Linked DNA regions of Rattus norvegicus: region 1 is linked to region 2. A link is a contact called in public Hi-C data. All regions are on one chromosome and are shown on one strand. Each heading gives the region's core, a stretch centred on a gene start, on an enhancer-like site or on the middle of the called end of the contact. The rest is flanking DNA. Distances are from core to core; before and after follow the strand shown.

Region 1 (7,883 bases), core at 3,488-5,987, 33 kb before region 2:
TTAATATAACTACCTTGAAAATTAAATTGCATAGTAATTTGGGAAACAAAACATACCAAAATATGTCTTAATGCAGGGCAGTATAAGATACAACAAAACTAAACAGTTCATTGGTCTCCACTGGAGAATGCTAGGGAACCAACACACTGTTTTTCAAATGCTAAACCATTGGAAGACTTGTTTGTGGGAACATGGACAGAACCAAAGATCACTCCATTAAGTGAGGAAGCTAGATTTGGAAAGACAAATGCTGTTCTTATTTCCTTTAATATGTAGGACGGAGAGGGAGAAAGAGAGGGAGAGGGAGAGGAAGAGGGAGAGGGAGAGAGTGAGTGTGGTTTGGGGGTATCTGTGTGCAGAAGGTGTGAAATATAAAACTAGAGGACCATGGGAGGAAGAGATCTGAGGGAGGCCATGTGAGTACAACAGTTCATGGACTGTATATGACAATAAAACAGAAAGGGGGACTACCTGGGCTGAGGGAAGGGGGAACAAGGCGGTCCATTAGGAGGAATGAACAACAAGAACGAAGTACAATGGCATATGTGTGACAGGGTCATAATCATACCAACCATGTTGTATGCTAACTTCACATTTGAAATTTTAATGAGAAAAAAAAAAAAGAACCAGGTCTTTACTCCTAAATGGCTTCACTAAATAAATTGTTTCCCAGAGAAAGAAAATAGAGTTGATTTAGGGAATCTGTTCTCAGTTTTTTCTGGGAACAAAAGACAATCAGAATTATTACTGAGATTATGATCTCTAGTGAAATAATGACCTAGATTGGATGGTTAATCTCATCAACTTGATGCTATCTGCAATCACCTGGGACACAGACTTCTGGGGTGTTTGTAGAAGCACCCACTCTAAATGGAGGTGGCACTGTCCCCTAGGCTGTAGTCCTAGACTGAGCAAAGAGGAGAAAGTGAGCTAAGCACCAGAACTCAGCTCTTTCTGCTTCCTGACAGCAGATGCGATGTGACCTTAAGCTCCTGCCACCTTGCGTTCCACTCCAAGGTGGACTCCATCTTCAAACGAGAAGCCAAAGCAAGCCCTTCCTTCAGGTTTGTTTGTGAGGTGTTTCATCTCTGCAACAAGGAAAGTACACCAGAAAAGGGCAATCGGTACATGCTGGTATGATATTTAACTACCACCCTCCTCCCTGACTCCTGCTCCCACTAAGAAATGAATCTGACCAAACCTCTATATCTAACAACCAATGTATAAGCAATATGACACCCTCACAGACATTCATGCAAGCAAAACACCAATGCACATAAAGTAACAAAAAAAAAAAGAACGAAAAGATCAAGGGATTTGTTGCAAGATTGTGTCTCCTAGAAACATTAGACGCTACATTTATAAAGCCCCACCAACATGACTGACCAAACATAGAACAGGGATGACACCGATGGACATGCCATACTGGACAGGGGAAAAGCCGCAGGTCTCACTCCTCCACAAGCAAATACAGGCAACTGAGGAAAGCTAGGAGCAGATAACTGTTTATCCAGAGTCAAATGCACTAAAAACACACAAGTAACACATACAATAACATTATACAGCCTGGACAGATTATATTAAAGAATGTGTGTGTGACAATCAGTGAAAAGAGCCCATAGATTGAAAGAAAATGGGAAGGGGTATCTCAGAGGGTTTAGAGAGAGGAAGAGAAAGGGAGAAATGATGTTGTGTGTCATAATCTCAAAAAATCTTTTTAAAGTGGTAGGGGACAGGAATGAGACTTTAAAATAACAAAGGACTGTAAGGCATATCAACATGGCCATGAAAGGGCTTTCAGAACTTTAACAGTATCATTCAATATCACATAATACGTGCACTATAGCTATTTTTAAAACTAAATTTGTAATTAAACATCTCCCAATGAAAAAGCCAGGCCTAAGTGACTTCGTGTGAAATTTCTATTAAGTATACAGAACAATAATTACACCTAGAAATGTTCTGAGAAGAGAAGGTAGAGGTGCTTCTCATCTTAGGGTAATGCAGCATAATTCCTATTTGAAAATGAACACAGACATTAAAAAAAGACTACAAGCCAATATCCCATTATGAACAGATACAAAATCCTTAATGTGATATTACCAAATTGAATTGAGCAATACTTAAAATGGATAATCCATCATGACTCAGAAAATTTATCCCAGATGTAACTGATTTAACATTTGTAAAATAACTATACTTTATCACAAAAAGACATAATTTACTTTATTTATTTATTTATTTATTTATTTATTTATTTATTTACATATATACTTGCTTATTATTTGAGCTGTCCTGGAAGCCACAACGGTGCCTCTGCTCCCAAGTACAAGATAAGCCTATGTCAGGTAGAGACAAATTGTTTTTCTATGAGCAGTGCTAGACATCAAAAACTGAACCTCAATTTTTACTATGTATTACATATAAATACATATAAAATGAACTTAACAAACAACAAAACTAGTCACAAAAAGCTAAAACTAAAAATATATAGTAGAAAATATAGAAATTCTTTGTGACTTAGAGGATCTCTCACCACATAAGTACAACTGAAAAAGGAAAAGAAAAATGTATATACTGGCCTTCATCAAAGTCTAAAGTGTCTACTTTCTGAATAGTGTTTGAAGAAAACTACGGGAGAGAAAATATTCACAACAGTAACTCATAAGGAATTCTTATCCAGTGTTAGTTATACAACTGAGTAAGGAAATCAAAATTTAAAATGGGGAAATTTGGATCTATACTTCTCCCCAAAAGATAATGCCAAGAACATTCACAAAAAACAGCACCAGGTACTGGGAGTCAGGTCAACCGGAAGTGCTTACCGACCCCGGGGCTCAATCCCCAGCATCGTATGAACCAGGTGTGATGGTCCACACCACCTATAATCTCAAAACCTGAAGGGAGGAAAAAAGGGAGATCAGTAGTTCAAGTTCATCGCCACCTACACTGCAAGTTCAAAGCTGGCTTAGTAGAACACATGACCCTGTGTCAAAAAGGGAAAAAAGGAAGAAATGAAGCCCCACATCACCAGAACACAACATCCATGAGCCCGGCTAACCGAGAAAGATGGACAATGCCAAGACTGACAGAGGGGTGAGAAAACGAGCACGGTCCAGCAACTGCTGAACACAACGGAAGGGTAACTTTGGAAAACAGTTAGGGAGATTTTAGGTTTCATATTACGGTCCACATACAGCAGGGGTCGGCCTTAATCACTTAGGATACAGTAAGCAGTGCGTCTATAACAGAATGAATAATTTGTAGAGAGCAGCTTTACTCACAATAAAGCAAAACAGCAGAATGCCCATCGTGACCAACAGCTAAGCGGTTGTACACTGCTACAAGAGAATACTAAGGAGCAGGAAACATCACTGACACGAGCAACACCACGGATCAACTGAGCATGAAGAACTTCGAACACGCATGAGTACATAGTGTATGTCTGTTTGTTTATTTATTTATAGTTCTATAAAAATAACGTCTAACTTACAGCCACAGGAAGCAGAGAGCGTACCGGGGTGGAGGTGAACCAGAGAGCTTAAAATGTGTGGAGACTTTGGGTGGATATGGAACCCCTCATGGTGGCAGTGCCAGTGGGGATGCGATAACTCTCAGTCGTCACAAAAGTGAGCACAGGACACTGTACCTCGCTCCACATTCCTCCCTTCACCTTTCTGGCTTCCTACCATTCCAAGCAGTAGACCTTCCGCAAAGGTAGGCAAGTCATCCTGTTGTTCATTTTCAATAAAATTTCCACAACTTAAAAAAAAAGGCAAAAATTAGGATTTCTACATTTTGTGTTTTTCTAAAATTCATGCTTACTTTAAAATATACTCAATCTTTATTAGTATTTAAGGGGGTCCTAAAGGATCCTAAATGAGTCCAAAGCAAATACTAGCATTTAAAGGTGTCCTTGTGGCCTCTGAACTACCTAAGAGAAGACCTGGGGACTGCCCAATGACTGCATATAATGGCCAGGTAATACTGAACCTAAGGTTATAACGAGAGACCTCACAGACCTACTGGCAGCTCTGAAGCACAGGCATCATCCTCCCCACACCCACCAGCTCTTCACTGCTCCCCTTCACAAAGCAGATGGAGGAGACATGACCAACCCAGAGAACAGGAGAAAGGGACTGACCAGTACATCCTGTCCTTCATCGCCCCAGGAGGTGGGTGGCAGACCAGGATTCCTTGGTTAATGGACTTGCTAAGAAGTAAGATGAAAGGAATTCATTCCTACCTAACCTGCCTTCCCCAACAAAGTCCGTTCACATTGACCAGTCCCCCACCACCCTCCAAGTACCACACAGTAACACTTACTAAGGAACTGTGTACTAGCCAAAGGGCCACCACAGCTCCTGCATTCATTCAAATAGTCCTATTCAATTCTGCATGTGGCTAGGGGACACAACTTCAGATAAAAAAATCTTCATTTCACTTAAATTGACTTCGGTAAAGAGGTAATTTATAAAGTGTCGTGCTTTATTACTGGCGGTAGAAGTGAGCTTCTCTAGCCTACAGTGCCGACAATCATAAACTCATCTCATCTCAGAAAATCCCATTTCAGCACACACACTGAAGGAAGACGATGATCACGGTTCTTGTGTTAACTCCGAACTCATTTAGACGCATGCCGCGTCATGAAACCCAGCCTAGAATGTCTGCTACCGAGTGCGGTTTGAAGGCTTTCTGACTGAAGGAAATGTAAGAGCTGATTAATAATTAATTCTCTTAGTGCTGGGAAAGTGAAGTCGGCCTGTGAGTAACCGTGCAAAGTATAACCTGCAAACTGACAGAGGCTGAGCTGTCCAGCTACAATCATGAAAATACCAGTTTTCTGAGATAACTCCTTTTAACCCCTCATTAGTTTGAGCTAATAGCAATTTAAAATATTTACATGTTTATGCCATCAGCAGCCTGTTTTGTCCAGCTGCAGCAGATGTGAGTTATGTCTCCCTCATAACTTTCCCATACTGTTAGATATTTACGATACAACGTTTTATACACTAGGCACCTGCATCTGAGAGATTAACATGAGTGTCAAGTTTTCCAGAATGGTCTCAATGTGTAATGCTCGAGTAAGTATCTACACCATACAATTTGACGCCAGAACAACACAAATCCATGGTCAATATAATTCTATCACTAATGCTGTTGTTTATGATCATTTATTAAACATAATTATATTGTTATGAGTATCATTTTCTCCAGATTCATAAAATTTGAGTTTTATTAGAATTAACGTCTTAGTGAACTTTTATATATTGTTGCTCATACCACAGCAAATTAACAGATGTGTGTTTCTCTTCCTGCATGGAAGGTTCTTCACCTTTTGGTAAATGAACCTTTCCTTCCTCTTCATAACTCATTCTCCCTTGCCCCCATCTCACATCTATCTTGTGTCTTATACCTGGATAGTAGAGGACTAGCATGGCCCACCAATACCAGCCAGTACAGTTGAACAACAGGATCGTCAGTGGGGAGCGACATGCAGGCCACGCGGGGACTTGAGGCACAGACTCTATGCCAAGAACAATCTCCAACTGACAACCATCTTTCAGTATCACAAGCGGTAAGTTCAGATAAGACTATAAAGATCTTTCCAAAATTCAGAAGAAGTGAGAAGAAATATTCCTAACTAAGACAAGCTCTTCCTGGAGCTAGCAAGCATGTATGAGGAAACGTGCAAAGTGTTTAAAAAAAAAAGATACAAATCTAATTTTCAAAATCTAAGAGGAAACTCTCCAAGACACAGATGGAAAACTATTCACAAATCATATAGTAAACAGACATTTGTATGTAACATATCAAATGTGACATATTCAATTCTCTAGGCATCTAGCTATTCTCTGAGAATATCCCTTGTTATTTAACAAAATATTTTTTTAATCATTCTAAAACTCTCTGCTATCCTGGGGCTAATTATCTGAAGATATAATTGGGGGGGGGTGAATATAATACTTAAGGAAACTGCTGATTCTCTAACTATGGAAGAAAAACTAGAGAACATTCCGTTAAAATACTTTCAAAAATATCATCCTCATAAAAATACAGACCATATTTATATGTCTCAACAGTTTTTGCTAAGATTACATAATACAACAGAGATAACTTTTATCTCTAAAAGAAAATGTTACATCAATCATAACTGCCTGAGTATCAGAGTTGAACAGCACCTGACAGTCGCATATGTTTGTACTATAATATATGCAATAAAAACAGTAATTCACAGCAATAGCATTGGTTTGTGACCGTGACTCAGAATTTCTAATAAACTTTTTCTTGAGTTGTTTTATTTTTCGACTGTTTTTGCTTTGTTCTGAGGCAAGGGGCTTGCTATGTTGCCCAGGCTGGCCTTGAACTTACAACTCTCCTGCCTTAGCCTCTTCAGTGCTGGGATTATAGGCATTAGCTACCACACCACGCACTGAACTCTTCCTTACCGTATCCATCTCATATTTGTGGGATTATACATTAATCACATTCCAGCTCCTTGCTTGTCTGTCAGTCACATACTGACACTCTAATAACTTTGTCTTTTTACTTTTAAAGAGATTTGATAGTGATTTGAACTTGTAACTATTTATTTTCATTTCACTGTATAGTTCCCCAAAAAGCTATTTAGAAAGATGTTTTTAAATTGTGCACTATAAAGTTGCAAGCAAGAAGTATTAGTCAGCTCTAGTAGATCATACTTGTATCCCCAGCAGTCTAGATGCTGAGTCAGGAAGATAACCTTGAGGCTTGCATGGGCTAAAAGTAAGAACTTGTCGCTAAAAAACAAAAGCCAAAAAGGGAAAAAAGGTTTTCAAGGTTCTTCATACTTTCAAAAATAAGAACAAAAGGTATGAGGATCTAGCTCAGTGGCGGGTGCTAATCCAGCGGGCTAGTTTAGGTTAACCTCCCCACTGAAAGAAAAAGGAAAAGAAACTCTTTTTTGATCAGGATAATGCAGGAGTAGACTTTACTGACAGATGATCTGCAAATGCCATCCATCTTTACAAAGGACTGACTTATGGTAAAGATGACTCCATCTTGAAGAGGAAGACGAGTCCGTCGCTGACACACCAGTATCTGGTTACCAAGTACTGAGGGACTTACCACTTCTTAACTTCAGTCAAAATGGAAGCACAAATTAGAACATTAGGACAACAAGAACAAAATCTTCAAAGAAATGTTCAGGACATATACATCTGCATGCATTTTTAGGCAAACTTCAAAATATTTCAAATATTCACATATAACATATTCAGTGATAACGTTGAATCCAAATGAACGTCAGAAATATTCATCTTGATGAAAACTTACACCAGTGAAGCAAGAAAAATGGGGGGATGACAGCAGCAGATTCACAGGAGGGAAGAAGCCGCACACTTCCTCTATCACAAAGCAAAGTCTCCATGTGGGCACTGCAGTAATGGCCTGTCTAGTTACACTATTCAAGAACATCCTTTCCAAACTGCGGCTTTAAGGAAACTCCCATAAGGTCAAGTCAAATGCTTCTCATCAAAACACATTTCACCTAAGATGCTAACCTTAAGTATATAACACAGTCCACTCACTGAGAATAATTCCACAACTTGATTCTGGTATGTATCATCTAAAAAACTCACTTTAAAACAGGATCTTTTTTCCCTTTTCCTCCAGAGTACATATGCCTATGTCAATCATCTAAGCATTAAGTAGCAACCGAAAAAAAAAAAGAAAGAAAGAAAAGGTTCAAACACCTTTTCATTGTGTATGGCTTCATCGGGCTTTGATAAAGACAGAGCCATCTGGGGCGGAAGAGCCCTCTTCCTTCTCGTTTACTATCTCAACTGTCCCAGAAGCTGACACAATAACCATTGTTTTATTTGCAGACGCTGACTTCTGTTTTT
Region 2 (7,474 bases), core at 2,870-5,369:
AATGGAGCTCACTGTCCTGACATCACTTCACCCTATCTGGAGAATTTAAAAATGTAAGAGAGAATCTATCCTTGTGATTTCTGAAGACTTTGACATCTATCAGATGAATATGCAAATCGTAGATTACAAATTACATCCAGAAATTTACAATACAAAATCTATATTCAAAAATGTTAAGTGCATCTCAGGAGAACATTAGAAATGTGACTTTATGAAATGGATAACAGAGGAAAAATACATGAGCCATTCAAAAGCCAGAAATGTGCCAATTTCTGGTTGTGTATACATACTTTATGTAAAACTCTCACAAATGTTACACAGAGTATCAAACAGTCGGTGACAACTATTCTGTCCTAAGTTTTTGTGACTTATCCACAAGGCAGTAACCATGTATCACATGAAAAGCAAATGCTCTCCCTCTTTAGTAGACTGTGAGTACTCCCAAACCTCTAAACAATGTTCCCAGTGTAACAGGAAAAGCTGGGAACTTCACAGTTCTAGTTCTTCTCTGGAATTCACAGTAATCCTCCCATTCACAATTTCCTTACAAATATTATAGCAATACACTTTCTAATACAGGGGTAGCAAATGTGTTTCCCTTAGCACTTGCATTTCTGCCCAATCTTTTGTCTACACTGCTCAGCACACCTCTGCTCTGTTCAGCTCGCTTTACCCTGAGTCTAGTCATTTACCATGCCTGTTGGATGGAGCTCCTAGCGAAAACATACCCCAATATCAGGACTGTCTTTTCTACCTTGTCATCTTTCAATGCACGAGGATGTTCTCTAGTGAGTTAAAACACCCTGGTCTTCCCACTGCTATTCTTTGCTGATGGTTCCACACTAGCCGCGATACCACTTGACTGACCTCAGAGGAACTCTTTCATTTCTTTTTTTTTTTCTTTTTTTTTTTCTTTTTTCTTTTTTTCGGAGCTGGGGACCGAACCCAGGGCCTTCCGCTTGCTAGGCAAGTGCTCTACCACTGAGCTAAATCCCCAACCCACCTCTTTCATTTCTTAAGAATATTATGGGTTGTCTGAACAGTTACAGTGTAATATAAGTATAATAAATAAAAAAGAATATTATGGGTTATTTTTTATCTTTTTAATGTGTGTTTTATGACTTTTTGAAATGGAGAGAGATAATAGAATTATTTAACATACAATGGTTGGTAGTACTCAAAGTCCTATAAAATTGGCATGACTTGCTCTGCTTTTACAAAGCAAAAGCAAAGAGCAGCTACAGGACCAGTCAGTCCCAAGCTTCCTGGCATCAATCCTCCCAAGGTAGTATAGTATGTAACGTAGCCCTGACAAGGCCACAGTCCTTCTACAACTACATCAACAATGTCTTACTTAATTTTCCTCCAGTCCTTCTGTGTCCTTTCTTCTGAACTTGGAAATCAAAGTAGGTTTGCTTTTTTGGGGTCGTTTTTCGACAGGGTCTCACTCTGCAGCCCTGGCTGGCTTAGAATTATTGTAGCCCAGGTTGGCCTTAAACTAAGAAATGTATGCCTCTGCCTCCTGACTATGCCACAATAGTTACAACAACTGGCCTGAGCTGGTGTTTGGGTTTGGGGTGTGTGTGTGTGTGTGTGTGTGTGTGTGTGTGTGTGTGTGTGTGTGTGTGTGTATGTGTGTTCTAATTCTTTTAAGCCCATGTGTGTGTGTGTGTGTGTGTGTGTGTGTGTGTTCTAATTCTTTTAAGCCCATAGAAAATGTCAGCACTTAAAAGACACTAATATCACAGTTTCTATCCACTCCAGTTGTCCTCCCTGCTCCATGAGACTTCTGCAAAGAGAGCTAAGCATGGAAGATATGCTGAGAGGGAACAGGAAGTAACAGCACGGTGTGCAGGGGCTGTAAAAACAAGCTCTCCCCAGAAACGCAAGTAGTCACCATTCTCACTTTAGTCCATTCATCATTTCAGCAATGGGAACTAGAAAACTCCTAAGACAGAGGACTGTGAGTAGGGAAGAAAGAACACAGAAGAGAAAGGGGTGGGGGAGGAGAAAAGAAGAGAGGAGGGGGCAGGAGGACAGGGAATTCTAGGAGCACAGAGAGGCCTTAGTTCTGAGATGTTTAATGTTTCAAACATCTCTGCAGCTTTTAAGGCCCTTGGAGGGCTTTGGTCTCTAGAGCAAAGGATGACACGCTGATAGCCCATCTAGTGCGTATTTTAGATTTTGTGAACAGTATAGTTTCTGTCACGACTACTTAGCTCTACCATTGTATCATAAATCAGCCATTGACGTGACATAAGCAGATGACCATGGCTGTCACTATAAAACATTTACTTTCGGGGCTGGGGATTTAGCTCAGTGGTAGAGCGCTTACCTAGGAAGCGCAAGGCCCTGGGTTCGGTCCCCAGCTCCGAAAAAAAAAGAACCAAAAAAAAAAAAAAAAAAAAGAAAAGAAAAACATTTACTTTCTAAAGCAAGCAATGGTTTAGTCACCAATCCCCGCCTGGCCTAGGTACTGATGGAAGTTTGTTGTGTTAGCCAAATGTCCTTAACTCACATGTTATGCTCTGCCTAAAGAAACTAGAAGCAGTTATTACAATATAGTAATCATTTATGGAAATTCATGGAGGTCTTTTTGTTCAACTGTCACATGTGTTTAAGGAATTAGTGGCAGGGGCCACATGGGGCCAGGGATGTTAAGATCCTACGAGGAAAACAGCTGTCAAAAGGTTGTACTATTCAAAATGTCACTGCCCGCACTGCTGCAAAGGAAGAAGGCTTACCATATCTCCACCCAGGGGTTGGGGACTTAGCTCAGTGGTAGAGCGCTTGCCTAGCAAGTGCAAGGCCCTGGGTTCGGTCCCCAGCTCCGAAAAAAAGAAAAAAAAAGATGCCCAGGCCATATCTCCACCCAACAAAGCTGTTCATATACAAAGAACAAGATAAACTAGGAAATTCACCGCGTAGTAACGATCACTCTATTTACTCTTTGCATTAGGCAGCTATGCATGCATACACACTGAGACATGCACACATGCACAAACATACTTCACACAGATTTGTATAGAACACAAGAGTAGAGAAGCTTGCCTTCTCACCCACCACTTCCGTTCTCAAACTACACTCCATGCTGCCAGCTGAGGCCTTTCTTGCCTAAATATACAGGTATTTCAGGAGCAAATGAGCTACTGTCCGATAGTTAGGGTGAAGCAAGCAACACAGAGCTCCCCTCCTAACAGATCCCCTCCTAACAGATCCCCTCCTAACAGATGCCCTCCTAAAAGATCCCCTCCTAACAGATCCCCTCCTAACAGATCCCCTCCTAACAGATCCCCTCCTAACAGATCCCCTCCTAACAGATCCCCTCCTAACAGATCCCCTCCTAACAGATCCCCTCCTAACAGATGCCCTCCTAACAGATGCCCTCCTAACAGATGCCCTTCTAACAGATCCCCTCCTAACAGATCCCCTCCTAACAGATGCCCTCCTAACAGATGCCCTCCTAACAGATCCCCTCCTAACAGATCCCCTCCTAACAGATCCCCTCCTAACAGATCCCCTCCTAACAGATGCCCTCCTAACAGATGCCCTCCTAACAGATCCCCTCCTAACAGATGCCCTCCTAACAGATCCCCTCCTAACAGATCCCCTCCTAACAGATGCCCTCCTAACAGATCCCCTCCTAACAGATCCCCTCCTAACAGATCCCCTCCTAACAGATCCCCTCCTAACAGATGCCCTCCTAACAGATCCCCTCCTAACAGATGCCCTCCTAACAGATCCCCGAGCTGCCCCGCCCCCTCTGGCTCTCATTCATGCCCTGGTTCATGTCATAGGAGATCCTTCCTACAGCTCAACAGAGGCACCACTTAGTTCCTCCACGTGGGGGGCAGAGGACACTTGGCATCTACTAAGTCGGTCTGTGGTCTCTCCCAACTCCCGCAGCCTATCTCCTAATTCAACTTTAGTCTGGAACAGATTGAAGAGACACAGCCCTACTGCAGCTGCTGGATAGGAAACATTAAAAGATAAAAACTTGGTTTAAAGTCACTGTGGTTAATAAATGACCAAAGTCTGATTCAGCCAGTTTAAAGGCAGCCTTAACAACATGGAACTAAACCAGCACAAGGAAGGAAGCAAGGTGAATAGCTCAGGGATCACACAGGGCAGGGTGAGCTAATGTGGACAATGAGACAAAGAACAGCTGGTGACCAAGCCAAGTAAGTCAGATAGCAGGCTCACTCACCAGATGAGACGTCACCTGCTCAGTTACTTTCCTCCCAATCGTACTTCTCATTTACTGCTGCTCAAATCTAATGAGCTATTTAATTAATAGCATATTTAATAAATATTTATAGGTCACCTTCTCTGGGTGAGGATGGAAAAGGTCTCTACTATTCTTCTAGAACTTTCTAAAGTACTTTATGGGCATGAGAAAAGGACATGAGAAAAAGACTCAAACGTAAATTCCATGATTTAAAGAAGGATGTGACAGGTAAGGATCAAGTATCTTCTCACAGTGGGTGATAGGTGAGCAGGAGAGTCTTCTGAGGAATGTATATGACCTGAGTGACAAGATAGGACAAACATCTGAATATCTGAAGAAAGTCCATTCCAGACAAAGACAAGAGTCCAAGGCAAGACTAAGCACTTCATGTTCAGAGGACAGAAAGTCAAACCAGTGTGATTATAACATAGGGAGAAAGGAAGTGATTATACTGGAGAAGTAGCCAAGCCATGGGCACAGGAAACCTAACAGGCTAGGGCTGGGGGTGTTGGCTTAATGCAGTTGTGGTGGAGAATCCATAGGCTTTATCAACACTGACATGATTTACATTTCTAAAAGATGTCCAGATCAAGGGAGTGGAATAACTATCAGGATATAACAACATGCCCAAGGAGACCAATACAGGTTTATTAAGAAATTCAGGGGTGAGATAACTCCCAGTAAGACCAGGGTAAGTGCAGTGAAAACTTAAAGTGGATATAAGAGCATACACAGTATAAGAGACTCAACTTGGGCCAGGCCTGAGGAATGAAACAAAGAAAGGCATCTAGAATGATGTCCATTGGTTACCTGGACAACAGAGCAGGAGGTCAAAGCTTCCTGGCTAACTCTACTGGGATCTCAAGGAAACAACATGAGGTCAGAGGCAGAAGGGGAGGAGGAAAATACAGGCCTATGGGAAGCTGCCAACAGCTCTACAAATAAATTTAGATGACCACTATCTTGAGAAACTTCTTCAGTGATAGCTACGAAATCAGGGTGCCTGGGGAGCAGCCCATAAATGGGGGTTAGGGTGAGGGGTAATCTCCAGGCTCTTTCCTATGTGCTGTTCTCCCACAAGTCAAAGCTTGCTGCACACATCCTTAACCTTCACCACTCTCTCCAGAACTTCACCAAGTCTCATCTGGTCAGTGTCAAGGGGTAAGAGCCTTTCTATCAACATTACAAATGGGGTCTCACTAGTCTATTACAATAGTAGCAGCCAGAAATGCATGGCTGCAGAAACAGAGCGAGCTACCAGACAGGCAGTGACTTACAAGCAAGTGGGGCAGAACAGCTCTGAGAAGGTGAGTAAGCCCTAGAGTTGACTCATGGTGTAGGGCTAAAGTAACTAGAGGAAATGGCAGTGCCTTTCACCTATATGGGAAGGCAGCAGATGTCTAGGTAAAAACACAGATGTCCTGCTTGGTAAGTTTGATGCTTTTTATGCATTCAAGTAGGTGCAAAGAGAAACTTAAAAGAGCTGAGATCGGATGGTAGGGCAACACAAGTTATCAGGCATCCCAGCATGTTAGAGAAAGGACAAGTGGGAGGAACAGGTAACACAGACACCGGGAGATAGGAAAAATGACAGAAGTGAGAATGGATGAGTCCCCTTGTATAAGTGGAGGGGGAAATCTTTCATGAGAATTTGATACTCATTACAACATCAAGATGTGGAGCATTCCAAGGACATGAGAGTAAGGAAATGCACGTACTACACTGACTGCAGCCACTCTTTCCTAAAATGTGGGGCATAACCACTGGCTTCAAATACACTGAACTTGGAATCAAAGGATACGCATCGCACTGTGAAAACATACTCAAATTCACTGTCACTGTTATACTTTCCTAAATAACTCTCATGATAAACTCTAATTACACTTGGCCTTCACACACCCACGCCACAAGAACAAAGCTACTTAGCTATGCAAGTGTCACCATCTAGTGGTTGAAATTATATACCAATTTTAAAATGTTGGGAACTGTTATACCTTAGGAAGACAAATCCTAGTCAGAAATAAGTCTACAAAAATAGTATTTGGAGACATTAATTTCTTAAAAGCTTAGCATTATTATAAACCAGTACCATAAAGTTCTAATACATAATATCTAGCACACATTTATTTATTTATTTATTTATTTATTTATTTATTTATTCATGCTACATTTTCTTTACATGTACTTGTTCTGAAATCTTTCAATAGTCTTTAAGACGTATGTCATCATTTATATACGAGGAAACCTGAAACTGGTAGAGAAGTTAACAGCCTGCCCAAAATTTATACAGAAAGAAATGATAATTAGGATAAGATCTGAACAGAGCTAAATTTGCTTCAAAATCCACACTTATAACCATTATATTCAATTGCCCATATTAAAAGCACCAAGCTTCCTCAAGGCTGGACACGGAAGTAAGTCTTCTGTTGTGAAGAATCAATAATAAGAAGAGAAAATTCAAATTGCAAAGTGAGTCTAAGGTAATCTTGCTACCATCAAGCAGGCAGTAGAAAACCAAAGAAGGAAGCCTTCTCTAGGGGAGAAGTGACAGCAACCTATTTGGACAAGACCATAGTCATGTGTTTAAATAATTCTACATGCTCAATAAAGCTCTGTGAGAAAATCTGAATTTAGAAAGCAAGTCACAGGGACATATAAACAAGTAATTTATTATGTAAAGTAACTTGAAAATAGTAGAAATACAAAAAGTAAAAGCAAACTGCTGTGAAGGGGGAAATAAAGAACGAAGGAAGGGAGGGAGGAAGAGAGGGAGGGACAGAGGGAGGGACGGAGGGAGGGAGGGGGCCTCAGAGTGCTACTGCATAGCAGCCTGCCTATCAGAGAGAACTGAGAACAACCCACGGGCAGGAAAACACACCGGAGAAGCTCCTCACACATTACAAAGAACTACAGGGATGAGAGGCTGGGAGACAGCTCAGTTGGGAAAATGCCTGTTGTTGTGTAAGTCTGGTTCCACACTCATACAACAAATATGTATGCACAGCCACACAGAAGCATGTATGTGTATACACACACTGTTGGACGGAAAAAAAGGCCAATGTGGCTAAAGGCCATGATAACGATAAAGCTGATCTGACAAGGAGAACTGGGTTGCTTCTAATTTAAATTTCACTGCTACTCCTTACATTGCTGCTGTCAAACTTCAATATTTTCAGGCATTTTCAAACCATTATATATTTTCTACCTTTGTTTGGTTTTAAATAGCCAAATTACTTAATTCTACTC

The links. Hi-C and Micro-C count contacts between places; a contact is called where the count stands out from the background.
Region 1: a contact with region 2 is called in a Hi-C map of kidney, with 2.8 times the contacts expected there. The contact joins two enhancer-like sites. A contact is called at or near these places in 5 of 12 Hi-C or Micro-C datasets (the Rat2 cell line, Schwann cells, kidney and 1 more).

The regions. Positions count from the first base shown.
Region 1 is chr2:56,048,650-56,056,532 of GRCr8, reverse strand. It overlaps Ttc33 (tetratricopeptide repeat domain 33), which reads right to left. Exons shown (of 5, transcript NM_001106414.1): 5 at 6,945-7,883. The coding sequence ends at 7,753. Among named protein-coding and RNA genes, the nearest start is that of Ptger4, 21 kb to the left of the region's middle. Within about 2 kb of position 4,737, at least 5 of the 93 cell types and tissues checked have an H3K27ac peak or open chromatin away from gene starts, as enhancers often do. A contact at or near this core is called in kidney, where this site is marked.
Region 2 is chr2:56,015,631-56,023,104 of GRCr8, reverse strand. The region is part of intron 2 of Ttc33 (tetratricopeptide repeat domain 33); the gene reads right to left. It also overlaps the pseudogene Snrpg-ps5. Among named protein-coding and RNA genes, the nearest start is that of Ttc33, 12 kb to the right of the region's middle. Within about 2 kb of position 4,119, at least 8 of the 93 cell types and tissues checked have an H3K27ac peak or open chromatin away from gene starts, as enhancers often do. A contact at or near this core is called in kidney, where this site is marked.